7 separate regions of the Sus scrofa genome follow, and all the other regions are linked to region 4. The links are chromatin contacts, called in public Hi-C, HiChIP or PLAC-seq and promoter capture Hi-C maps. All regions are on one chromosome and are shown on one strand. Each heading gives the region's core, a stretch centred on a gene start, on an enhancer-like site or on the middle of the called end of the contact. The rest is flanking DNA. Distances are from core to core; before and after follow the strand shown.

Region 1 (3,256 bases), core at 325-2,824, 630 kb before region 4:
TAGAAAAAACATTATGTTACTTTACATACACACACACACACACACACACACACGCATATATGTTCTTTTTCTCACATTATCCTCCATCATGTTCCATTACAAGTGACTAGATATCCTTCCTTGTGCTGTACAGCAGGATCTCATTGCTTATCTGCTCCAAATGCAATAGTTTGCATCTACTAACCCCAAATTCCCAGTCCATCCCACCCCATCCCCCTCCCCCTTGGCAACCACAAGGCTGTTCTCCAAGTCCATGAGTTTTTTCTTTTCTATAGAGAGGTTCATTTATGTCACATATTAGATTAGAGAAAGAAAATATCATATGGTATTTGTCTTTCTCTTTCTGACTTATTTCACCTAGTGTGAAAGTCTTCAGTTCCATCCATGTTGCTGCAAGTGGCATTTTATTCTTTTTCATCGCCGAGTAGTATTCCATTGTGTATATATACCACATCTTCGTTCATCTGTCAATGGACATTTAGGTTGTTTCCATGTCTTGGCTATTGTGAATAGTGCTGCAATGAACATAGGGGTGCATGTATCTTTTTTCGATGAAAGTTTTGTCCAGATATGTGCCCAGAAAAAAACAGAATTTTTGGTCTCAGAGTTTTTGGTATTACTTATCTACCTTTGGTTTTGGATGTGAGGGAGGGTAAGGGAGTGGGGGTGGGGAAGTGATGAGAAAAAGGTTGTGGAAACACAAAGTTTCTATAAACATGCTAACCCTAAAATAGAACTCAACCCCATGACCCTCTCCATTATGTTAATCTGTGATAATTTTCTTTATAGTACTTCCCACTGTCTCACTTATTGTGTGTTTTATTTTATTGACGTTCTCTGTCAGAATGAACACTCCACAAAGGCAGGTTTTTTATTTTTTATTTGTTTTTTGTAACATTACCACTGTGTCCCCAGCACCTCGGACAGTGCCTAATACTTAAAAAGCATTTGGTGACTATTTTTGAATGAACAAATTGAATACGAAGAAACTATTCAGTCTTCTATAAACTTAGAGGATGGGAAGAAGAAAAATTTGAAATTTATATACTTGGGCAAATTAATCTCACTAAGTTCCCATTTCCTCCCCCTGGAAAATGAAGATAATCACAATGCTTGTGTAATAAGACTATTAAGAGAATGAAATGAGGTCAAGTGCTTGGCATGATGTGTAATCATTGTAAACATCTGGTAAGGGATGCCAGCATGACTAATTTTATTAGATGATAAATAGAGATGGTCCTTACTTTTAAAAATATCTGACTCATTTTTAGTGAATCCACTCAATGAAATGAAATAGAGCTTTGCAATTTATGGGCTGTTTATACCATGAATGTTCTGAAGGGACGTCTTTGAAGAAGTAGCTCTTTGAAAAATTAAGCAGTAAGGTAGAGAATCTTGTCTGAATTAAGACTTAGAAGTCTACTGGATATTCTATAAAAGACTAGAAATTAGAATTAAAATTCTCTTGGGAATGGTAGAAAATTCTACCTTTGGAAGAGGATGCAATGAAGGTATAGGGAAGGGTATCTCCTTGATGGATGAGTAAGGCAGATTGGGAAGAAGTGAAGTATGTTCAGGCAATGAGGACAAGGAGCTGTGTGGCCTCATACAAACTAGTGTCATGTGGCTAATTCATGTGTTATCACACATAAGATGTGTGTGAGTTTGGAAGTGATGCTTGAAGGTGAGAGGGGAGTAGTGGAGCTAGAAAGGTCGGGCTGCTGGTTTTTTCAGACCATAAATATTAAGCCAAGGAGAATGGGTTTTATCTTTAACAGAAAGAGCAGGGTACTAAGGAATTTCTGTTCAAAGAGGACCACTCCAGAGTGGCACTGGAGTGTCACCACCAGTGACATGTTGACTACTGGAAATTAATGTTCTTAAAATTAAGTAAAATTAGAAAGACCGGCAGCCTGAGAAGTGAGAGAAGCAGCTGGAAGGTCAAATGGGCTGAGTCACAGATGCCAAGCAAGGGAAGATAGAGTTTCAGTACGAAGGGAGTGTGCCCGAAAAGGTCAAGAACAAAATGTCTTTACAGCATTTGGCAAGAACATGATTATCTGTGACTTCGCTGAGAGCGTTTTTTAGTGGAAACTAGAACGCAGTGGGGTGGAGGAAGGATCAGGAAGTGGAAGGAAGTGTGGACAGAGTTTTAGTATAATAATGGCTGCAAAAGGGGAGAAACAGTAATAAAAGGAGTGGAAGAGTCCTATTAGATTTTTATAAAGTATTTTTTATTTTATTTTTTACTGTAGATGTTTTTATTATGCTAAAATATGCATGACATAAGCCTCACCTTTTCAGCAATTTAAAAAAAATTTATATTTATTTTTTCGCTATAGCTAGTTTACAGTGTTCTGTCAATTTTCTACTGTACAGCATGTAGACCCAGTTACACATACATGTATAGATCCATCCGAAGTGATTATGATTTTTATAAAGTTTTTTTAAAATGTAAGATGGCTGAGCTGTTTGGGTGTGAAAGGGAGGACCCTATCAGAGGGCAGGATTTGGTAGCATATTACTCTCCCCCCTGCCCCCAGCTTTTCCACTCTCAACACACCTATTTGTAATTTGGAATATTAATTTAATATGCTTGAGGCATTCTTGGGAAATTGGATGATGTAATTCTTGAATTGCCTTTGCATTTGTGGTGTTTATATTGGCCAGAGTGGCAAAGAGAGTTTAGTGCAATGGGAAGAAAAGCCCCAAGTATACATACACTCACAATCTCTCTGCCTTTAAGCAGATTTTTAAGCTTTCTGAAGCCCAGTTCCCTTGTGTGTAAAAAAGGTGACAATATCTGTTCTATGGGATTGGTAGCAATTAAAGAATATGTGAGTTTTCAGCGCCTTGTACATAGAAGGTATTTGGGAAGGGTTAAGTCCCTTCACTTTCAATGGGAGGAAGGGGACAGAAAATGTGAAGTAGTGTTTATTATTATTATTATTATCAATTATTATTTTAAAACTTATTTTTATTATTTTTGTTATCCAGAACTGGTATTTCTTTGTCAGTCAGGTGACTTAATAAGGGAAAAAGTTTAGGGACTCACCCCTGGCTACCTTGTGCCTAGAACAGTGTCTGATATTTAATTTACATCTAATAAATATTAGATGGTCTATTGAATTAATCATAGAGACACTGAGGTTATCAGTACAATCATTTCACTTTACAAAAAGGAGACCTGGGCTCAGAGAGGTGATTTGTTTTGTCCAAAGTTAAAAAAGCAAAATAATGATAGTAGTCAGGCTGA
Region 2 (3,166 bases), core at 600-3,099, 950 kb before region 4:
GCTGTACAAATGTGGATTCTAATTCTGGCAAATAGAGTTTTAAAAGAAATTTTAAATTGGGAATATTCTCACATTACAGCATTGTTATGAGGAACAGAGAAAATACAAGAATATTCAACACTGTGACTATGTCCTTATGAAGCTCTCAAGATCCAGTTAGTCACCAAATATTTATCAAAAATCAACACTATGATATATCAACTGTATATAACTATATAAACATTCTAAGTTAGAGCGTGAACAAGACAGTTTCTGCTCTCATGAAGTTCTCAGAGGATAAAATTATATTTTAAAAATTTTACAATTATGAGTCAGAAAAACACTAAGACTCCCTCCTAACAGCACTCACTAGCCCACTTTACTTCAGCACTTACAGCTGAAAACACTCGATTCAACTCCCTAACCATATACTGCTTTTGTGTCATTTATTTAAATGTCTCTTGAGTATATGACGTCTTTCTAATCAGACTGCAAACTCCTTAAGGAGCATCTCTCCATAAACATTATAGTGCTTCTACACATACTAGTTAACCTAGAGGCTTCTTTGCAAAATCAGTATGCCTACTTTTGGAGTAAAGGCCATATTCACTTTGTTCTTACTATCCTTCTGGCCAGGAGACATGGATGACTATGCGATATTTCCCCTAAAATAACATTTCTATCAAGTAGCATCATTACAATTTGATTTTGTAAAACCTCAAAGGACTGTCTCCCCAAGGTAGGTTGTTCAGTAGTCCAGAAAAGTCACCAAAGGTAGAATTTACCTTGGTGAATTCATCGACATTTAGGGGCTGGCCCTCATAGGCAAAGTAGATCAGTTTTTAACATGCAGATTCACACTCAATATGTGTACATTCACACTTATTGCTCACGTACAAAGACTGAGCAATAACAAGAATGCCAGCCTATTTCCTTCTAGTGAGAAAAAAAACTAGCAAGAGGTACCTGGATTTTCCTGTCAACATCTATAGGCATCTTCTCTGGGACATCAAATTACAAACAGAATGAGAGAAATGTAACTACCGATAGAAAACAATTTAGCTCTTAACGGTAATAAGCATATGAATCCCTTGGTTTGCATCACTTTCACTTCACATAACAGGAAAAATAATCAGAAGGTTCAAAGTAAGAGGGCCAATTACAAGATCTGACTTTAATAGGGAGTAGAACTTTTGGCAGACATTTTTAAAAACTTAAAGAGACAAGGATCAGAAGATTCACTATCATAAAGATGTCAGTTTTCCCCAAACTTGACTTACGCTGGGGGAGTGGCCAAGAGATGCAACGACCCTTAGTCTACAGGAACCAACCGAGATGAAACAAAATTACTCACTTTACCGTCACTCCCGCCCCAACCTGAAAATTTGGGCGAAGGATTACTCTTCGCTAAGGTCCAATCCAATGGTTAAGAACACGGGTTTCCCTCCAAGGGTTAAAATGTATGGGTGCGGGAGGGAGTTTCCGCTTCCTCTCTCTTCCCCGCAAGAGGGGCGACCCCATAAGCACCGCTGACAAGAAAATAAAGCCGTTCCTAGAAAACATGACAAGGCCGTGAGGCTTGAGACTAGGCAGGGAGACCCTCCACCTCGCAGGCTGAGGCCGCGGGCTCCCGCAGCTCCGCACCATTCCACCGGCCGCCTCGGCCTCACAGACCGCGGCGCCGCCTCCCGCCGACCCGAGCGTGCGTTGCGGAAAGACGCTCCCCACTTCCAAGCTTGCCCCCCAAGTCCCTTTTTCTAACTTGCTTTCCCTCAGGAAAGAAGACGGAGACTAATCGAGTACAATTGCTCACCGAGTTCACGGCGTCCTGCAGCTGTGTCAGGCGATCCGCCATGTTTCTCCCCGCAAACAAAGAGACGCTAAAGCAGCTGCTCGGATGCAATTGGGCAGCTTTGGTAAGCGTCACGACCAATCACAGGGCTGAGTTCGTGGAGGGGGTGGAGTCAAGCCGAACTCCACTCCCCGCGCTAAGCGGCTGGGCTTTCCTAAGGCTTATTTTTGTTCAGACCAGCTGCACCTGGGGGAAGCTCCGCTGGGCCCACGTTTAGTAATTTGGGGGCTTCTGGGGTGAGCCAATGTACTTTCTCATGGCTTTTAAGTAAACACTTTGTGGAGACTGGATTCGCGGTTTTTCTAAGTAAGTTTCCCTATCCTCTTTGTATCTTTTTTTTTTTTTTTTTCTTCTTTTTTGAAGGGCCGCTCCTGGAAGTTCCCAGGCTAGAGGGTAGCTGCCAGCCTACAGCAAAACAGACACAGACACAGCCACAGCAAGGAGGGATCCGAGCTGCATCTGTGATCTACACCACAGCTCACTGCAGCTCAAGATCCTTAACCCCCTGAGTTAGGCCAGGGATCCAACCCGCAGCCTCATGGATACTAGCCCTGGTTTGTAACCTGCTGAGCCACAAGGTTTGTATCCATTTTTAAACATCACCTTGAATACCTATTTTACATTGCTTTGGCTTTCTAGGTAGACCACATGGCCTACACAATGAACAACTAAAGAATACTTGGGAGTTCCCACTGGTACAGTGGATTAAGAATCCGACTACAGTGGTTAGGGTCTTCCAAATCCCACTGGTTCAACAGCTTTAATCCCTGGCCCAGGGAACTTCCACATGCCTGTGCGGCCAAAAAAAAAAGGGGGTTTTTTTCTAAGTTTTACTATTTTCATGTAAATTTTATGAATTACTAGAGTCCACATGGATTACTCCTCTCTCCTTTTATGATTTCGACACTTTCACATATGCCTTTTCATGGGCTTTTCTTTTTTTTTTGTTTGTTTGTTTTGTCTTTTTGCCATTTCTTGGGCCGCTCCTGCGGCATATGGGGGTTCCCAGGCTAGGGGTCCAATCGGAGCTGTAGCCACCGGCCTACACCACAGCCACAGCAACGCGGGATCCGAGCCGCGTCTGCAACCTACACCACAATTCATGGCAACGCCGGATCGTTAACCCACTGAGCAAGTGGCAGGGATCGAACCCGCAACCTCATGGTTCCTAGTCGGATTCGTTAACCACTGGGCCACGACGGGAACTCCTCATGTGCTTTTCTTGAATCCCCAACTGGAGCATGTGGTTTTAAGAACAGGACCCAGTATTATGAATCTCATCTTTTAAACACCCACTTTTGGTAAGTATGTTCTTTTAAACTATATTATTAAAAG
Region 3 (3,114 bases), core at 261-2,760, 860 kb before region 4:
CTAAGTGATATACTTAACAATTTGGTCAGCAATATCGATACTAAAAAGGTGTAAAGAAAGGGTTGATATAAACAGATTTTGTATTTCAGAATGGCAGGGAAGGATGACGGTAGGGAAATCAGTTGGGGGTGGGCAATGATTCTGGTCAAAGAAGAAATACCATAGTGCAGTGAAAGTGGAAATAAGCCAAGGATGAGCCTTAGGTTCCTAATCTGGACAGCAGGATGGATACAGGTATACCATCATTTGAGATGAGATACAGAAGAAAGGCAGGAAGAAAACCAGGAAAAGATAGGATTCTTTGGAGGGCAGCTTCAAGGCAGTATGATTATCCAGGAAGAGAACTAGGAAAAGAGCAATACTTCTTGGAGGGCGGTTTCAAGAAAGAAGTAATGATTAACCAAGTCATCTTCTGCAAAGGGGTAAACTGAAAACTGAAAAGGACGCCTCTTCCATCCCTGCCGACCACCCCCACCCCGCCTCGCAAATGCTGAGCTCCCAGGTGGGTTAGGCAGGAAGAAAACAGAGACGAAAGGTGTGTCCACAAGATTTGGGCCAAGGGTTTCCATCAAACTTTCCGTACCTCAGCTCCGGAAAGACGGTCTCAGAGCTGAGAACAGAGAGGAACTACCGCGCCCAGGCACGGGCAGCCGGTGGTTCAAGAGGTGGGGCAAAGAGCACCGTCAGGGGAAGGAAGCTTCCGACTCTCTTAAACCCGCTCTGGTCCCTGGACTGATTCCACTTACTCTGATCTCAATCCCTCGCAGCCGTCAGCTGTGGCGACTAGGACTCAAAGCCTCTGCCAACGGGGACCTATGCACCCAAGGGAAGAGACTCCTCTCGCTTGTTCAGCTTCTTCAATAGCAGACGCAGACCCCAGCAGAGGTAGTGTTGGGGCAGATGGGAGGGTCATAGGTGATCAGTCCCATTACTGGTCAGGGTAAAAACCTCCGCTCACCGCCTCCGACCTGCGCTCTCAGAGCGCCTCAACCTCGCGAGACTTCCTCCCTCGCGTTACCGTGGGGGCAGAACCCGGCGATTTACTTGAGGCCTCTAGCTGACATGCGCAAGAGGTAGGGGCGGGGCACTTATACGTCCCTCCCCACTGATCCACATTCTGGCTTTTGCTCGGCCTCTCGCTAAGTCTCGCGAATTTTGCTTGGGGAAATCGGCCTGGGTTGGAGAGACTGAGAAGGGAGACCTGGTGGGAGGGCCTTACGCTTAGGGGACCGTGGCTGCTTTAGCTGGTGCTGTGGTTGGTACTTCGCTGTGGGGAGGTTCTCAGGTCGCCCGGATCAATCTTCCCAATGGGTGACTGGGAAAATTAGCGGATAGAAAATCCTGATGGTTGGAGGCATTCTTTTCCCCTTGGCTCCGCCCTCTTCCTGTTAGAGACCTTAGTGTCTGGCCCACCGAGGGGGAAGGGCAGCTTGGCGGGGCTGTCAAGGGCGCTTTGCGCACGCGCCAGTCCGAGTGTGTGAGTGTTTGTGTTCACGCGCAGGCGCGCGCGCGCTCCTGCATTTAGGAAGCCTGGGAAGGACCGGTGTGCTAGGAGATGAGCGGGGAAAACCTAGTCCCCGGTCTTTGGTACCAGACATTCCTGACTGTGCGCTGACCCTCCCCACCCAGCCAGCAGCCTTTTCCAGAGAGGCTGTGGTTCTTAGCCTCTGTTCGTTTTCACTGCAAGACCAGGCACGAAAGTAAGCGAACCTCGATCCTGAGATCTTCCCTATCCACTCACCTTGTACTTTCCACCCCCCACCCTCTGGCAGAGTGTGTCTAGGTTTCTCAAAGAAGAGTTTTGCATGAAGGGGAAATGCGTTTGAAAGCGGCCGGGCTGTAAAAAATCGGTTCGTTTTGATGAACACTTTTGCTCTGTTTACCATGTGCTTTTCGAATGTGAATTGTCTATTCGGTATAAGATTGTATTAGCGAAGCAAGGGAGTTTTTGTAAGAAAGTTTTAAAAGTTCTTTCTCCCATCAGTGTGATAATAGCACATAAGTTTTTCTGTTCTACATGATAAATTACTGTGGTGTTTCTAAAGCTAATGGGGAGAGTGTGAATTTGAGGTCCTTATCCTAATGCGAAAATCTAATAATGCAGTTATCCTAGGAAATGTTTATGTTTGGGGCTTCCCTTTTGTTGTCACTCCTCTTTCCAGTTTCCAAACCTTTTTTCAGAAGTCTTGAGATTTTTTTTGGAGGGAAGCCCAAAAATGCTGACCTGGGTTGGTTTGCAGGTTTTTATGTGATTGATGTCAACTCACAAGGATCATCAAAAGTGTATTTGAAGAGTATTTGTCGCTATTATGTGTTATGTAAGGGAAACAAGTACGATTATTTGTAGAAATGTTTTCTTCTGACAAATTTAAGTTCATTCCAAAAGCAAAAATATATATATACATGGGTTGTAATCTTGCCTGTGACAGGTTAATATGGTGTAGTTCATCCCTTGAATTGATAGTTACTCTATGGTCATGACCTCATTAAATTTGTCCTTTGTTGGATAAATTCCTTTGAATACTGATTGTTCATGTCCCCTACCAAATCTTCTTGAGGAAAAGACACATTCATTAGAAATAATTTAAGATAGTAAATGTTATGTATGTTTGGCTAATGTATTTTATCCCTTACAGGTTAAAACAAAATGAAGATTTTTTCTGAATCCCATAAAACAGTATTTGTTGTGGATCACTGCCCTTACATGGCAGAATCATGCAGACAGCATGTGGAGTTTGATATGCTGGTGAAGAATAGGACCCAAGGAATCATCCCTTTGGCCCCCATATCTAAATCATTATGGACTTGCTCAGTAGAATCTTCCATGGAATATTGTAGAATAATGTATGATATATTTCCTTTCAAAAAGCTGGTGAGTGTGAATACAAGTAAAATCATGATCTGGGGGATGTACTTAACTGCCTAGTACCTTCTTTGTATATGAGTTTGCTATAGATTTGACTTACAACTGTTTATTTACGACTTTAAAAATGTGGTCTATTTCTCATCAATCCTTTGAGGTAGCTACTATAATTGCTGGGACAGTATTCAAAGTATAAAATAACCAGAATGGAACAAACACTGACCATGGAGAATTGTTGCCAGCCTAAGCAG
Region 4 (3,261 bases), core at 566-3,065:
TTTAGCTCTAGAGCAAATATTTACACTCTTTTCCTTCTCCAAACCGTCAGAAATCTATAGGGGAGCTGGTGTTTCATTTTTTAAATTATTCTTCTTAATGGCATTATCCACCCCCCCCCTTTTTTTTGTCAATTTAGAATGAGAGGACAGAATAATACAGTGCTGCAGGTATATGCCGCTTTTAGGACTACGAATTGCCCTCCCCTCCAAAGGGAATTACTAACCCAATCATTTGGAAACAGAGAAGCTGGATCTAGGTATAAAATAAAATCAGTATTTCAAAAATACTTTTTTCTTTTTAAGTATGATCATTATTGAATTGCTTATTTGGTGCAAAATACGTCTCCCCATTGGAGAAAGTCGAGGGACCTTAAACGGCCCTCTGAGAGGACAGACCGCGAGCGTCTCCTCACGCTGGGGTGAGCTTGGGCCGCCGCCGCCGCCGCCGGAGTCACGAAGCCAGACGCCGCGCGTCTCCGCCCAGGACTCGGGAGACTGCAGCAGCGCGGCCGCGGCCCCGGCGGCTCCTGGAGGCGGGGAAGAGGCACGACTCCCGCAGACACGTGACCTCCTTCCAGCCGCCGCTTCCCGCGACCCAGATCCGTCCCCGGAACCCGCGCTCGGCGGGGCGGGCCGGGGGACACGTAGCGACGGCCCCAAGTCCCTGCTGCGCCCGGGTTCGCGTGCATTCGGCGTACTTCTCGCCTTGGTTCACGTGCCAGTGGCAGTAATGACTATTTCGGGGATCACCCAGGAGAATGCAGGCAGGAAAGACTTTTGGTTTGATATCTATGTAGATAGATAGATAGATAGATAGATAGATAGATAGATAGATAGATAGATAGATAGATAGATAGATAGATAGATAGGAGAGAGATTAATATATATTCTCCCTATCCCCTCCTGGCAGACCCAGTGGGGGCAATGGGCCCGGAGACCTGGGAATCCCGCAGGACGCGCTTTCCCTCGGTCTCCGATGTCCCTTGCGGCCCGCTGCGCCAGGCACCAGGGGCAGTGCGCAACTGCGGGCACCTCCCGGTAACTCTCACTAGCAGTGAGTCATGCTCCGGGGATGGCTCTGGGGAAAGGTAGCCCGGTTCGAGGTGGCCTGTGCTTTCCCCGAGCGGGGCACCGAGGCTGCAGGGCAAGCGCGCGCACGCGCACACGCGCGCGCGGGTTCCCCGTGCAGTGATGTGGCAGCAGCGGCAGGTCGGATCACGTTGCTGGCCCTGTGCTGGTACCCGTTTGAGACAGGATTAAGGAGGGAGGCTTTGGAGGTACCAGCGGTAGTAAACGTGGGCTCTGCACACTCCCGGCGTCTCTTATCACACGAAGGGGGAGGGGCGGGGAAAGTGCGCAGCGCCACCCGAGGCGCAGAGGGGCGGCGGGGCTTAGCGGGCGATTGGTAATGCTGCATTGCTTTTTCGCGGGAGCCCCTCTCTTGCCACCCCATCCTATTCCCCTCCCTCCCCGCCGCGTTCCTGAGGGAGCTCCTGAGAACCCAAACGTCGTCATCTGTGGCTGTGATTAGTGGCACCGCAATTCCGGCTGCTGCGGGAAGTTTGGACACTGTGGGGCAGAAAGACACTTGGATTGCGACATTCTGACCCAGTGGCTACATTTTCACTTATCTTAAATCTCTCGGGGAGCAGATTTCATGTTGTCCCTTTTGGGGGCAACCTCCAATCAGGTCTAGGGGTCCCCCCAGGCCACTGAGCGTAAGCAAACAAGTCTCCAAATTGTCCTTCGGGACTGAAGTTGACCCATCGCGAATTCTCTTTCTCTTTCCTTTCTCTGGTCCAAACCAACAGCACAGTCTGTGGAAAAGTAAAAAGCCACGTTCACGTTCCTATCCGTAAGGACAGACGGATTGAAGGAGTCGCACTTCCCAGCGGAGGAAGCCCAAGCTGCCCCGCACCCCCGGGCGCCCCCTCCCACTCCCCCAGCTGACTGCGCTGCCTTGGGGAAGCTTAATAGCCTGGCTGAAGTTGTTTTTCCTTTCCGGTGGCCCTGATCAGGTGTCCCCGCCCCCTCCCGCCGTCCGCCTTCCCTAGCAGCCTTCTCCCGACGCCCCCTCCTGGCCCGGCCCCTCCTCCCCCGCCCCCCTCCGGGCTGGACCGCGGATGGTACGTTCCGCACGTGAGCTGGGTGCTGGTCTGGCCGGCGACGCGCGTGCCCTGTGGCCAAACACTGCCCGGAGTGAGAGCAAACTACCAGCGCAGTGGAGCCAGCGCGAGTGTGCGTGCGTGTGTGTGCGTGTGTGTGCGAGAGAGCGAGCGCGGAGGGAGGGGGGGACCAACTGCTTCACACTTTCAACACTGCACTGAAGAGGGAGAGAGAGAGAGAGACTGGAGACGTACAGATTCCCCCCAGGATCTCCCAGGGCTACCGTCCCACAGATTATAGAACAGAACCCCAAAAATCGAAACAGAGGAAACGGACAGCGATTGAACATGGACGAAGGAATTCCTCATTTGCAAGAAAGACAGTTACTGGAACATAGAGATTTTATAGGGTAAGGTGCACGCACCCTTGCGAATATCTGTCTAGGCTTCAGTTTGATTTTTTTTTTTTTTTTTCTTCTCCAGAAAGTGGTATGGAGCGGGGAGGGCAGAGCCCCTCTCGGAATGGGTTCCTGATGCTGATTTCTATTTTGCAGACTGGATTATTCCTCTTTGTATATGTGTAAGCCCAAAAGGAGCATGAAGCGAGACGATAGCAAGGTAAGTGTAAGTTTCCGACGTTCCTCTTAACCTGCCTGGATAGTTAATTAGGGCCATTGATTTAACAGGGAAGTCTGCCCGCAAATATATTACAGATCTTGAGCTTCCCCAACTGAATTTTAAGTGGTTTGCTGGATACTCTCAGGGGGAGTTTAAACATCATACCTGAATTTAAATTGCATTTCAGAACAGTCCAGAGGAAAGAGGTTTCTTGGGCATAGTTTCTCACATAGTATGTTTTGGGGGGAGGATGGCAGGGTATTGTTAAATCCAGTGAATGAATGTTTAGTTTATTGTTTTCTCTCTTCCATGACTCTCATGTATTAAGGATACCTACAAATTACCGCACAGATTAATAGAAAAGAAAAGAAGAGACCGAATTAATGAATGCATTGCTCAGCTGAAAGACTTACTGCCTGAACATCTAAAGTTGACAGTAAGATGCACATTTTTATTCTTTGCTGCTCTCCAAGGGTGTGTTAATAGCCTGGTACTAGTCCCAGGGTTATAAGAATAAAATGTAAATATCACATGCCTT
Region 5 (3,154 bases), core at 85-2,584, 820 kb after region 4:
ATTGAGGGATCTAGTGTTGCCCTGTGTTGCTCTGTAGGTGGCAGACACAGCTCTGATCTCTTGTTGCTGTGGCTGTGGTGTAGGCTGGCAGCTACAGCTGCGATTCTACCCCTAGCCTGGGAACTTCCATATGCCACAGGTTTGGCCCTAAAAAGACAACCCCCCACACCCCAAAAAAACACTTTTATTCATGTTTTATGATGTGGATTAGAGGGACAGAACTGCAGAGAGAGATTCAGATGGGTGGTCCTATTAGGTCTAGGTGCTGGTCTGCCAGGCCTCTGTCTTTAAAACTCTCCCAAACCTTTCTAGGTAGTATATCAACCTCTCAAACCTTTCTTGGTAGTTTATCAATGCAGACACTGGGCATACTAGCAGTTTTAATTGTTCCATTGTTTAATGTGTTAACTCCCTGAACGTTAACTTATTAATCTGTCTTCTAATTAATGTTTGAATGATTCTCCTCAGGTCTAGACTATTAAGGGCACTTCTATTTAAAAACAGTCTGTCTCCTGCTTGTGCCATCAGGGGCAATAGGTACCTCTGAGGTCGCCGTTTAGGGTGCCCCGTAATGGCTTCAGAAGGTTCATAAAGCGACAAAGATCAGACCCCCTCCCCTTAACAGTGATGAAAGGACGTGCTGCTTTGTTGGGACCTGGGGCTAGTACGTTCCTGGTCCCAGAGAGTGCAGAATGGTAATCTCCAAGGCGTGCTCGCACAGCCGGGGGCTGGGGAACTGGGGGCCCAGTCTCTCTCTAAGTCACCCACGTCGCCTCCCACTTTCGAATACTGCTTGTTTATTTACTTGCAGTAAATGATAGTGAATGAATGTGCCCAAGCGTAGGCCGACCCCAGGCGAGGTGGGATTTTCGCAGCTTCTCCGAGTGGACCCCACAGGGGCGCGGCAGGGGTCCCCGTGGCGTCTCCCGGGTGCGCGAGTCTTGAGTCCGCAGCTGCGGGCTATGAGCTGCGGCGGGAGCCTGGGGGCGGGCCCCGCGTGGGGCCACCAGTGCCCCCTCACGCGCGCCCGCTCGCCCGCCCAGGCGCCGCCCAGATCTCCCCACAACCTTGCTCCGCCGGCCGCGCGCAGCCACCCAGCACCGCCCCTGCCGCCCGCTTCTTCAGCGGGCCGGGCCCCCGCCCCACCTCCGCCAGCCGGGTCCGTCCCCTCCCCAGCCGGGCCCCGCCTCCTCCCTCTCCCCGGCGGCACTCTCTCTACCCTCTTTCCACACCGCCCTCAGCCGCTCCCTCCCCGCACGCCCGTCTGGAGAGGAATCGAGCGCCGAGAGCATCGATAGTTCTGCCCTCTGCGGCCGCCTGGCCCCGAACTCATCGGTGAGCTCGGAGCTCGATTTCCCTAGGCGGCGGCCGCGGCGGCGGAGGCACAGCGGCAGCGGCGGCGGTGGCGGCGGCGGCAGCGGTGGCGGCGGCTCGGCCAGTACTCCCGGCCCCCGCCATTTCGGACTGGGAGCTAGCGCGGCGCAGGCACTGAAGGCGGCGGCGGGGGCCAAAGGCTCGGCGGCTCCCAGGTGCGGGAGAGAGGTACGGAGCGGACCACCCCTCCTGGCCCCTGCCGGGGTCCCGACCCTCCTCGCCGGCGCCGGGCGGGGCCGGCGGCGAGTGAATGAATTAGGGGTCCCGGGAGGGGCGGGGAGGGGGCTCGGGCGCGGGGCCCTGGCGGGCGGGCCGGCAGGGTGGGGGGGTCTGCAGGGGGAGGCGCGGGGACGCGGCGACGCGGGGAATGAGGAATGGGCGGTGCGGGGCTGAGGAGGGTGAGGCTGGAGGCGGCCGCTGCTGGTGCTGCTTCCTGGACGGGGAACCCCTTCCTTCCTCCTCCCCGAGAGCCGCGGCTGGAGGCGGCCGGGGAGAAACTCGCGGGCCGGGCGGGCTGCCCCTCGGGGCGGTCGGGTGCGGTGGAGGTTACTCCCGCTGCGCTCCGGCCTCCCCTCCCCCTCGTCGTCCTTCCCTCTCTGTCTCTCCCTTCGCTCCCGCACCTCTTCCTCCCTTCCCAGCACTCGGCTGCTTCGGTTACTGCCTTCTCTGCTGCATCTAGCATCTCTCGGACGGAGGTATAAACTTCTCCCTCGAGCGCAGACTGGATGGCTAGTGGCCCCTTTCCGTGTGTAGGGGGATATGGGAGTAATAGGGGAGGTCACGTTTTGGAAGCGCAAAGAAAAGTGCTTAGAGACCACTGTTTGAGGTTATTGTGTTTGGAAAAATGCATCTGCAGCTGAGTTCCTGACTGCTCCCCTCCCCCATGTATGGGCTGTGACATTGCTGTGGCCACAAAGGAGGAGGTGGAGGTAGTGATGGTGGTGGAAGAACAGGTGGCCAACACCCTACAACGTAAAGCTTGTGACTTAGTGAAAACGAAAAAGTTAATCCCAGAAGGTCTATTTGCTTTGTCAAGTTAAAACACACGCAGAAAACCCGCAAAGCAGAAGCAGGGCTTTTTCTTTACTAGTGGAGTGTAGACAGCGATAGCTAAAATCGTACCTGAAGTTTAATTTGCCCGTTGTTGTCCTTTCCCCCATCTCTTCTGGATTACCTCATGCTTATAAATTTGATCCGCATCTCAGGAGTTATTACAGCCCTCCAAAACAGCACTCACAATTTTTTTTTTTAACAAGAGGAGTTAATTGTAGCAATCTGCCAGCTAACTGTCTGAAATACTTATAGACATGTGCATGATAGTTGAAGTCCTAAACTAGCTTTCTCAAACCTTGATATGGTCAAAACAAGGAGTCAAGAACAGAAAGTTATTTTCTAATTTTTACACAATGTATGTTACATCTGTAATGGAAAAACATCATTAAAAAAGAAATTGCAAAGGGAAAAAGTCTGTTCGCAATCATCATCTCAGAATCAACCCTCTGAGTGATGTCATTCTTAGGTGACTAAGGTCCAAAATGCTGACTTGAATATATAATAGACTATAGACATTAAGTATGGTAAATATCAATACTGCTTACTTTGGGACTGTATCCATCCACGGCGTTCTTGGTTTTAGAAGATAGATGAAATGATAATTCAGTTTTATGACAGAAAAGAGTGGAAATTTTTTTTCTGAACAAAATTTTCAGTTCTGATCCCAGTTCTCCCCAGTGCTAGCTTTTGTAGCTTTGGGTGATGGGGCTCCTTCTGGCCTGTGGTC
Region 6 (3,390 bases), core at 446-2,945, 750 kb before region 4:
TTCCTGGATTCTGGGTCTAACACTTTATTCTTTATCCTGCAGGCTTTCTAAACACAAATTTCTGAATATTAAGCTTATTCTTTCATATTTCATAATGTGATTATAAGTCTCAACCCAAACCATCTTCAAAGTGTAAGAGAGCCTCAAACTGTAAATTTAAATTTTGGTGAGTTGCACAATTGGGCACACATTCTTTACAAGCCCTGGGTTCCTCCATCTTTCAGCAAACCTTGCTCCAGGGGGAATTACTTTGGTCACAAATTCTTTGATTGGGTGGCTAGTCAAAACTGCCACCCAGAGTTTGCCTTTTTCAGGTCTTCCAGAAAGGTAGGAGAAAAATCTAACATGATGAGGGTTACAAAAGCAACAGAGAAGGTGTGGAAATGTGCCCGGCCTCCAGTTTCATTTATGATCGCTGGAGCTTTAAGAGTCAGAAACTTTAAATGTAAACAAAGCGGGACAGTCAGTAAAAAGGTGACAGCGGGCTCCCGGAGGTGGGAGGTTAAACCTGGGCTTGGGTTTAAGAGAAGGAGGCGCGGCCTTGGGAGGCTTAAGAGAAAGTTCACTGCCATAGGTTGGCTTAAAAAACTGCTGGCTCGGCCAAGTGACGTTTACCTCGCGTCCACCTGGACAGCTGCTGACGGGTCAGGTTTCACTAACGCCCTATACTAGAAACAAAACCCCAAACTACACACTTCATATAGAGCAGACCCTCCATCTCCCTTCCTTCCCTCTCCTTCTCTTTATTTTCTTTCTTGTGTATTTTTTTTAAATGTCTGTTTTTTCCCTTTACCTCAACACCTTCCTCTCCTCTTTGTCAGCAAATTACCCATCTTACTCCGGTTCCACCTTTTCATCTCCGAGGGGCATCGCGGGCTCACTCTTGCTCTGGTCCTGCGCTCCCTCTCCATCGCCAATTCTCATCCTCCCCGCCTCCTTTAAGACCCGGGAAAGGGTCTCGGCCCCGTCATCCTTCACTTTTCTGGGAGGGAACTGTCGCACCTCAAGTCTAGCTAGCCTCTCCCGGGGCGGGGGGCCCTCCGGGGCCCACTTCCCGGCTCCGGGCCCCCGCAGCCCCTCCAGCGCCTCCCCGCGTTGGGTTAGCGCGCGCCGCAGCTGCCAGGGTGGCCTGGCCCCCCATATTCGCCCCGCCCCGGCCCGGCTCCACCCCCGGCCGCCGCCGCCTGATTGGCCTGCACCCCCTGCTCTAAGGGCGCCTCTCCTCCCCTTCGCCCAATGGGCACAGGCACCTGGTCCAAAAATTCCCCGGAGAGGACCTAGGGGCTCTGCAAGCACTAGCTTCTGCTCCGCAGCGGGACAGCAACGGTGGGGCGCGGAGCCTGAAGGGGACGGGGAGGGGGAGCGGAGGAGGGAGGAGGAGGAGCAAAGGTGTTGGAGAGAAAACTTCTGAAAGGAACAGGAAACCTGCCGGGGAGGCAGCAGCTACGGCTCTCAGGGCGTCCGGGCCGCGCACGTCTCTGGGTGCCCTAAGCTGCGGCTTGCTCCTGGAGGTTCCCGGGTGCGGGGCAGGGCTGAGCCCGACACTCGATCCCTCGGCGGTGTCCACCGTCGCCGCCGCCGCTCTGGGCGCTGCAGGAGGGCGCTCCATTCCGCCTCTGCCGCGGTGGCTCGCTGGAGAGGGCGGAGAGGGCACAGGGAAGAGGAGGGACGTCTTCTTCCGAGCATGAAGCAGCATGTCCGATAAAATGTCCAGCTTCCTCTATATAGGGGACATCGTGTCCCTGTACGCGGAGGGCTCGGTCAACGGCTTCATCAACACGCTGGGGTAAGTCGGGGCGCGGGCTGGGGAGCGCTGGCGCTCGGTCCCCTCGGAACCCATCCCGGTCCCTCCTGGCGCCGCCGGGTCCTCGGGCGCCAGCTCCCGCCTTGGGTGGCGGGGCGGGCGGGCGGGCAGGCTCTGCGCCGGCGGACAGCGCCGTGCCTTCGGCTCGCTAGCTCGCAGGAAGCTGCCCCAAGAGGCTAGACTTTCTCAGCAACTTCGTAATCTCAAGCTCAGAGACTCTTCTGAAAAGGAGGAAGTGATTCAGAAGCCCGGAGACAGGCCGGGAGAAGAAGTCTTCGTTGGCTTCTCCGTGGGTTGTTTTGATTAAAACATTTCTGTTTTGTTTTGTTTTTCCCTTGGAGGTGAAACAAAACGCCCCCTCTCCGCTTCTTTGCTCGCCCCCACTCTCAAGCCCCTGTCCCTCAAGGCCGGGTTTGTAAGAGCAATCGATGAAAAGTCCGTGGCCTTGGACATGAAACTTGGGCGATGTAGTGAGCCGAGAGTGGCTTTGCCCTGCGGGAGAAGCTCACCGTCCCCGCTTCCCTGAAATAATTTCCTTTCAGCTTTGCGGAACGGGGACTTGCCGCGCCTCGCAGGCAGCTCGGGGACGTCCGCCGCGCGGCGACCCTCAGAAAGCACCGAAGGCCTCCGGCGTTATGGAACTCACACCTGCTTTCTCCCCTTCCTGGGCCTTGGCCCACTGAAAGGCTGAACCCCTCCTGAGACTCAGCCAAGTGCAGGGCTCTTAAGGTTTGAGTTGATTTATGAATGAGGGAAATATATATATAAACATAATCGTGTGTTAGATGGTTAAAGAGGACTTCCTTGATTACTAGTATTTTCTCTCTGTCCTGATGGTGAGTACCAGTAAGTAGTTTAAATGCGCACTGCTTTGTATTTTATGCATACTTTTTTGTTGTTGTTGTTTTTTGGTGGCCACCTGATATCAGTAGCTAGACTCCCTAGTCTTGGAGATTTCAGGCTAAGGAACTGGTGTTGCCACTTCTGGCTGTTCACTGTTTTCTGCTCCTGGGATTTAGGGCACATGACTTAACATGCAGTGTCCCCGGATGGTGACTTTGAGCCATGCTGAGCCATGCTGAGAACAGTTTCTGTTCTTTGTTCATCTCTCCTAATGGGTGAAAGAAGGCAGGTAGATTTAATTGAATCCTGGTAAGACCGATGCTAATTAATTGTGAAAATAAAGCTTGGAAGAAAAAAGCCATGACAAGTGCTTGTGCTGGGTTTATAAATCTTAAGCTACCATTTGTTTCTGAGAGATTTCATAGTACGAGTCCAGTGTTTGCGACCCCAACATTTTGCAGATGAGGTCTGCTACACCCCACCCTTCTCTGTAGACTCTCCAGGTGTGTGTAATGGGGAGGTTAAGGGGGAAGGGCTCCAGGGGGAGAAGCTCCAGGGGGAGAATGCTTGGGGTCAAATCCTGGCTTCTCCACTTGTGAACTTTCTGACCCCAGGCAAGTTACATAATTGCATCTCAGTGTCCTCAGGTCTGAAAAGAGAAGATCCTGGTTACTACCTCATAGGGTTGTGCTGAGGAAGAAGTGAGTTAATATATGTAGGACACACAGTACCTGGCTCATAAG
Region 7 (3,372 bases), core at 626-3,125, 870 kb after region 4:
CACCAAAAGATACGTAATCCAAGAGGGAGGTGGCAAGAGATTTTTGCCTCCAAAAGCTGGTATACTTGCTTTGTCTAGGCCCACCTAGAAGCCCGATTATAGAAGTGAGTTGAACAGAGATGGCTATGTATGTTCAGAAGGGGTAAGTACTGCAAGTGTCTGAAGCTAAAAAAACAGGAAATAGACCTTCTTATGCAGCTTGTAAGAGTAGTAGAGAACTAAGCTCACTGGTATAATTTCATAGCATGGTGATTCCTGAGAACACAGTCCAAAACGTTCTAACACATCCATAGCAAATCCTCCTCCCTGGGAGGGAAGTCGGTGGAAAGGGAACTTGAGCAAGGCTCTCCTGGAGGCCCACCATTTAAAAGTTTTTTGTGATCACCACAACACCTCCTCCAACACCTCCTTACCCCCATTAGAGTTGACTGAGGTTTTGTATCATACACATTAGTAGCTGGGTTGAAATACGAAGAGAAAAACTTAGTTCCATACCAAAAAGCCTCAGAACCCTGTGATGTCGACATCAAGATTTTTTTTTTTTTTTTTTTTTTTTAATTTAGGGCCGCACACAACAGGTTCCCAGGCTAGGGATCCAATGGGAGTTGTAGCCGCTGGCCTATGCCACAGCCACAGCAAGGCGGGATTCCAGCGCAGTCTGCGATCTATATATAACCACAGCTCACCACAAGGCCGGATCTTTAACCCGCCCACAGAGCCAGGCCAGGGATCTAAGCTGGGTCCTCTTGGATACTAGTCAGATTCGTTAACCAATGACCCACAACTGGGAACTCCAACATTAAGATGTTTTTGCCACCAGGGATTTGGAGGTGAGATGTCATCACTATTACACAATCTGGGAAGCATGAACACTTTAACCCACAAAGACCAACTCAGTCAGCAATACTTATTTATTAATAATAAGTATAATAATATATTTCGTCAACGAAGGGATAGCCCTAATAAAATTAGAATTTAGAGATGAGACACGGCAATACTTTCAATGCACTAAAACAGCATTTAGGTCTAAAATCATAGACAATTCAGATAGGCTTTGGAAGAAGCTTAATTTCTCAATAACTTGATTTCTTCTAGTTTTCCTGTTGGTCTTTGCTGCCAAGAGTTTCTTCATGCGGCAGTAGACTGATAATCGAAGGGTTGTGCCACCGGTTTGTACAAATCTGTGACCTTGACCTTGGGCGCACATAACTGCGAGTCTTGCTGGTCTTAGAGAACTTCACTTGTAAGGAATACTTTACCCAGAACCAGCTTTAAATCATTTCCAGCTCTTGCTCAGAGCTCCTCTTAGGGAAAAAACAAACCCCAAAACGGCATATACCTTGCCCAGGAAGTAAAGAGAACCATGTGCAGGGAAGAAAGAAGAATCCAAAGCTCATTAACTTCGAATTAACCAACACTCTGGAATTAACCAACACTCTGGGAGCCAATTTATCTACCTTCTTATCTAAACTGTCAATAGAGCCCCGCCCCGCAGGTCTAAGCGGTGGCGGCCCAGGCAGCCGACCCGTGTCAACCACTCGATCCAGCTGCGTATAGCTGGCAGCTCCCTTCCTTCTCAAAACACCCGTACAGAAAGATACGCCTCAGCTCCACGTAAACAGAGTGACTGTCAAAGTCAAAAGGCGTTCAGAAACCCTTTCCCACACCGGCTGTCTTGCCCAGAGCTTACTTCGCCTCCAGACCTCAGAATCCGGAAAACAGAATTAAACGCCCCTGCGCTGCACTCACACGCTTTCCGGCTCGTCACTGCCGTAAAACTCTCTGGCCGCTCTGACTCCTCTGGCCGCTCACGGGGGCGGGGCGTTGGGAAGATGGGGCGATCTGTGGGGGAAGGGGGCGGGACGCCGTCCGGAAGAACCCCAGCGCGACTGCGCGGACCCAGACTAGCGGCTCCGCGCCCCTCCCCTGGGGCGCCAGGGGGCGGGGCTTGTCGTTCTGACAACCCAAGACCTCAGTCCACACCACTGTGAGCTCCAGGAGCTCACACCACTTGGCAGGCTGCGGAGGTGGTGCTTTCCTCGGCATGGTGAGCAGAGAAAGTGGGGAACCGCGTGAAGGGGCGAGCGTGGATTCTCTTGCACTGTATTAAATGATGTAATAAGAGCCTATCATATTTTATTAGAGGGGAGCGAGTCGACTTAAGAGAGAGCTTATACTCTTGGTGGGAGTGGGCATTCCCCTGATTTGTGGCCTTCGCAGACAGGTGGGAGCCCAAACCAATTTCCGTAAACGGGGAATGGTCATTGTGCCTAGGACACAAAGATGAATATTCCATCCACTCCCTGGTATGGAAAACAGACTCAGCAAATTAATTACAATACAGTTTTATTACTGTAATTATCAAAGTGACTACATTGGAGTAACACAAAGTTGGAAATGTTGAAATTGGGTCTGGAGAGGGGAGGGGAACATGAAAGGGAAGAGCAGTGCTTTTCAAGGAGTATTTTAAAGTATGATTATGAGTTTTTCAGAAGTGATGAGAAGAAATAGGGTGAGGAGACCATTCATGTCAGGGAGAAATGGAAAGGGATTTTAAGCAGACTTAAAGCTACTGATAACTTGAGAGAACCGTAAGCACCTATTTATTATTTCCCAGCGGGTGCGTAAGTTTTTTTATTCTTAGATGTTTCTCAAAATGTGGTTTCTGGAAAATGTGCTTCTAATACACCTGGAATATCTATTAAAATGCAGATTACAGGAACAGACCAGACTCCAGATCTACAGTATTAGTTTCCTAGGGCTGCCAAGTAACAAAATATCACCAGCTAAGTGGCTTAAACAAGAGAAACTTAACGTTTCACAATTCTAAAGTCTAGAAGTCCAAGATCAAGGTGCTGTCAGGGCTCTGCTCCCCCTGCAGGTGCTGAGGAGGGATCTGTTCAGACCCCTTTCCTACCTTCTGGTACTTCCTTGACTTGTGGCAGCTTATTCCATTCTTCGCTGGCATTCTCCCTGTATCTATGTGTCTGTGCCCAAATTTCCCCTTTTTGTGAAGACCTCAGTCATATTGGGTTAGAGATCCACCTCATCTTAATTACATCAGCAACAACCCTCTTTCCAAATAAGGTAAAATTCAGAGATACTGGGATATGGGACTTGAATGTATGAATTTTAAGAGGTTGCAATTCAACCCATAACATGAACTGAATTATAATTGGGAGAGGGAAGTGAGTGTGTATACTTTTAGCCCAGGAATATGTATTTTTCACAAGCATCTCACATGATTCTTATGCCCTCTGAACTTTGAGAAATACTCCACTACATGATGCTCTTATGATTTGCAAGAGGGGTGAGGATAGGTACTTATCCCAAACCTGCATCACATTAAAAGCACTAGTGAAGATGACAATT

The links. Promoter capture Hi-C pulls out the DNA fragments that hold promoters and counts their contacts. A called contact is a pair of places that touch in the nucleus more often than the background predicts. HiChIP or PLAC-seq counts read pairs in DNA pulled down with a chosen protein or histone mark.
Region 1: an H3K27ac HiChIP or PLAC-seq map of skeletal muscle shows a contact between it and region 4. The contact joins the enhancer-like site here to the promoter of BHLHE41 in region 4. A contact is called at or near these places in 1 of 5 promoter capture datasets (fetal skeletal muscle), 6 of 47 Hi-C or Micro-C datasets (adipocytes, embryonic fibroblasts, fetal heart ventricle and 3 more) and 2 of 2 datasets of contacts at active chromatin or transcription factors (alveolar macrophages and skeletal muscle).
Region 2: a contact with region 4 is called in a Hi-C map of fetal skeletal muscle, with 2.0 times the contacts expected there. The contact joins the promoter of MED21 here to the promoter of BHLHE41 in region 4. A contact is called at or near these places in 3 of 47 Hi-C or Micro-C datasets (fetal skeletal muscle, heart right ventricle and skeletal muscle) and 1 of 2 datasets of contacts at active chromatin or transcription factors (skeletal muscle).
Region 3: a promoter capture Hi-C map of liver shows a contact between it and region 4, with 12 times the contacts expected there. The contact joins the promoter of INTS13 here to the promoter of BHLHE41 in region 4. A contact is called at or near these places in 2 of 5 promoter capture datasets (fetal skeletal muscle and liver), 4 of 47 Hi-C or Micro-C datasets (heart right ventricle, liver and skeletal muscle) and 2 of 2 datasets of contacts at active chromatin or transcription factors (alveolar macrophages and skeletal muscle).
Region 5: a contact with region 4 is called in a Hi-C map of liver, with 4 times the contacts expected there. The contact joins the promoter of KRAS here to the promoter of BHLHE41 in region 4. A contact is called at or near these places in 1 of 5 promoter capture datasets (liver) and 2 of 47 Hi-C or Micro-C datasets (heart right ventricle and liver).
Region 6: an H3K27ac HiChIP or PLAC-seq map of skeletal muscle shows a contact between it and region 4. The contact joins the promoter of LOC110260584 here to the promoter of BHLHE41 in region 4. A contact is called at or near these places in 2 of 5 promoter capture datasets (fetal skeletal muscle and liver), 2 of 47 Hi-C or Micro-C datasets (embryonic fibroblasts and heart right ventricle) and 2 of 2 datasets of contacts at active chromatin or transcription factors (alveolar macrophages and skeletal muscle).
Region 7: a contact with region 4 is called in an H3K27ac HiChIP or PLAC-seq map of skeletal muscle. The contact joins the promoter of ETFRF1 here to the promoter of BHLHE41 in region 4. A contact is called at or near these places in 2 of 47 Hi-C or Micro-C datasets (omental adipose tissue and skeletal muscle) and 1 of 2 datasets of contacts at active chromatin or transcription factors (skeletal muscle).

The regions. Positions count from the first base shown.
Region 1 is chr5:47,057,952-47,061,207 of Sscrofa11.1, forward strand. All of the region lies in intron 10 of ITPR2 (inositol 1,4,5-trisphosphate receptor type 2), which reads left to right. Among named protein-coding and RNA genes, the nearest start is that of ITPR2, 120 kb to the left of the region's middle. Within about 2 kb of position 1,575, at least 5 of the 83 cell types and tissues checked have an H3K27ac peak or open chromatin away from gene starts, as enhancers often do. A contact at or near this core is called in skeletal muscle, where this site is marked.
Region 2 is chr5:46,734,532-46,737,697 of Sscrofa11.1, forward strand. MED21 (mediator complex subunit 21) reads right to left here and starts at 1,850. Exons shown (of 4, transcript NM_001243530.1): 1 at 1,793-1,850. The coding sequence starts at 1,834.
Region 3 is chr5:46,823,000-46,826,113 of Sscrofa11.1, forward strand. It overlaps INTS13 (integrator complex subunit 13), which reads left to right and starts at 1,511. Exons shown (of 17, transcript NM_001243595.1): 1 at 1,511-1,700; 2 at 2,637-2,872. The coding sequence starts at 2,648. It overlaps FGFR1OP2 (FGFR1 oncogene partner 2), which reads right to left and starts at 1,063. Exons shown (of 6, transcript XM_005664032.3): 1 at 747-1,063.
Region 4 is chr5:47,685,847-47,689,107 of Sscrofa11.1, forward strand. It overlaps BHLHE41 (class E basic helix-loop-helix protein 41), which reads left to right and starts at 1,816. Exons shown (of 5, transcript XM_003355541.4): 1 at 1,816-2,515; 2 at 2,660-2,723; 3 at 3,052-3,159. The coding sequence starts at 2,454.
Region 5 is chr5:48,507,440-48,510,593 of Sscrofa11.1, forward strand. KRAS (GTPase KRas) reads left to right here and starts at 1,335. Exons shown (of 5, transcript XM_003126427.5): 1 at 1,335-1,542.
Region 6 is chr5:46,934,687-46,938,076 of Sscrofa11.1, forward strand. LOC110260584 reads right to left here and starts at 1,696. Exons shown (of 3, transcript XM_021091237.1): 1 at 1,448-1,696; 2 at 794-1,407. The coding sequence starts at 1,696. The coding sequence ends at 835. ITPR2 (inositol 1,4,5-trisphosphate receptor type 2) reads left to right here and starts at 1,441. Exons shown (of 58, transcript XM_021092920.1): 1 at 1,441-1,786.
Region 7 is chr5:48,553,714-48,557,085 of Sscrofa11.1, forward strand. ETFRF1 (electron transfer flavoprotein regulatory factor 1) reads right to left here and starts at 1,876. Exons shown (of 3, transcript XM_003126426.5): 1 at 1,750-1,876. It overlaps CASC1 (protein CASC1), which reads left to right and starts at 1,929. Exons shown (of 16, transcript XM_021092191.1): 1 at 1,929-2,047. The coding sequence starts at 2,045.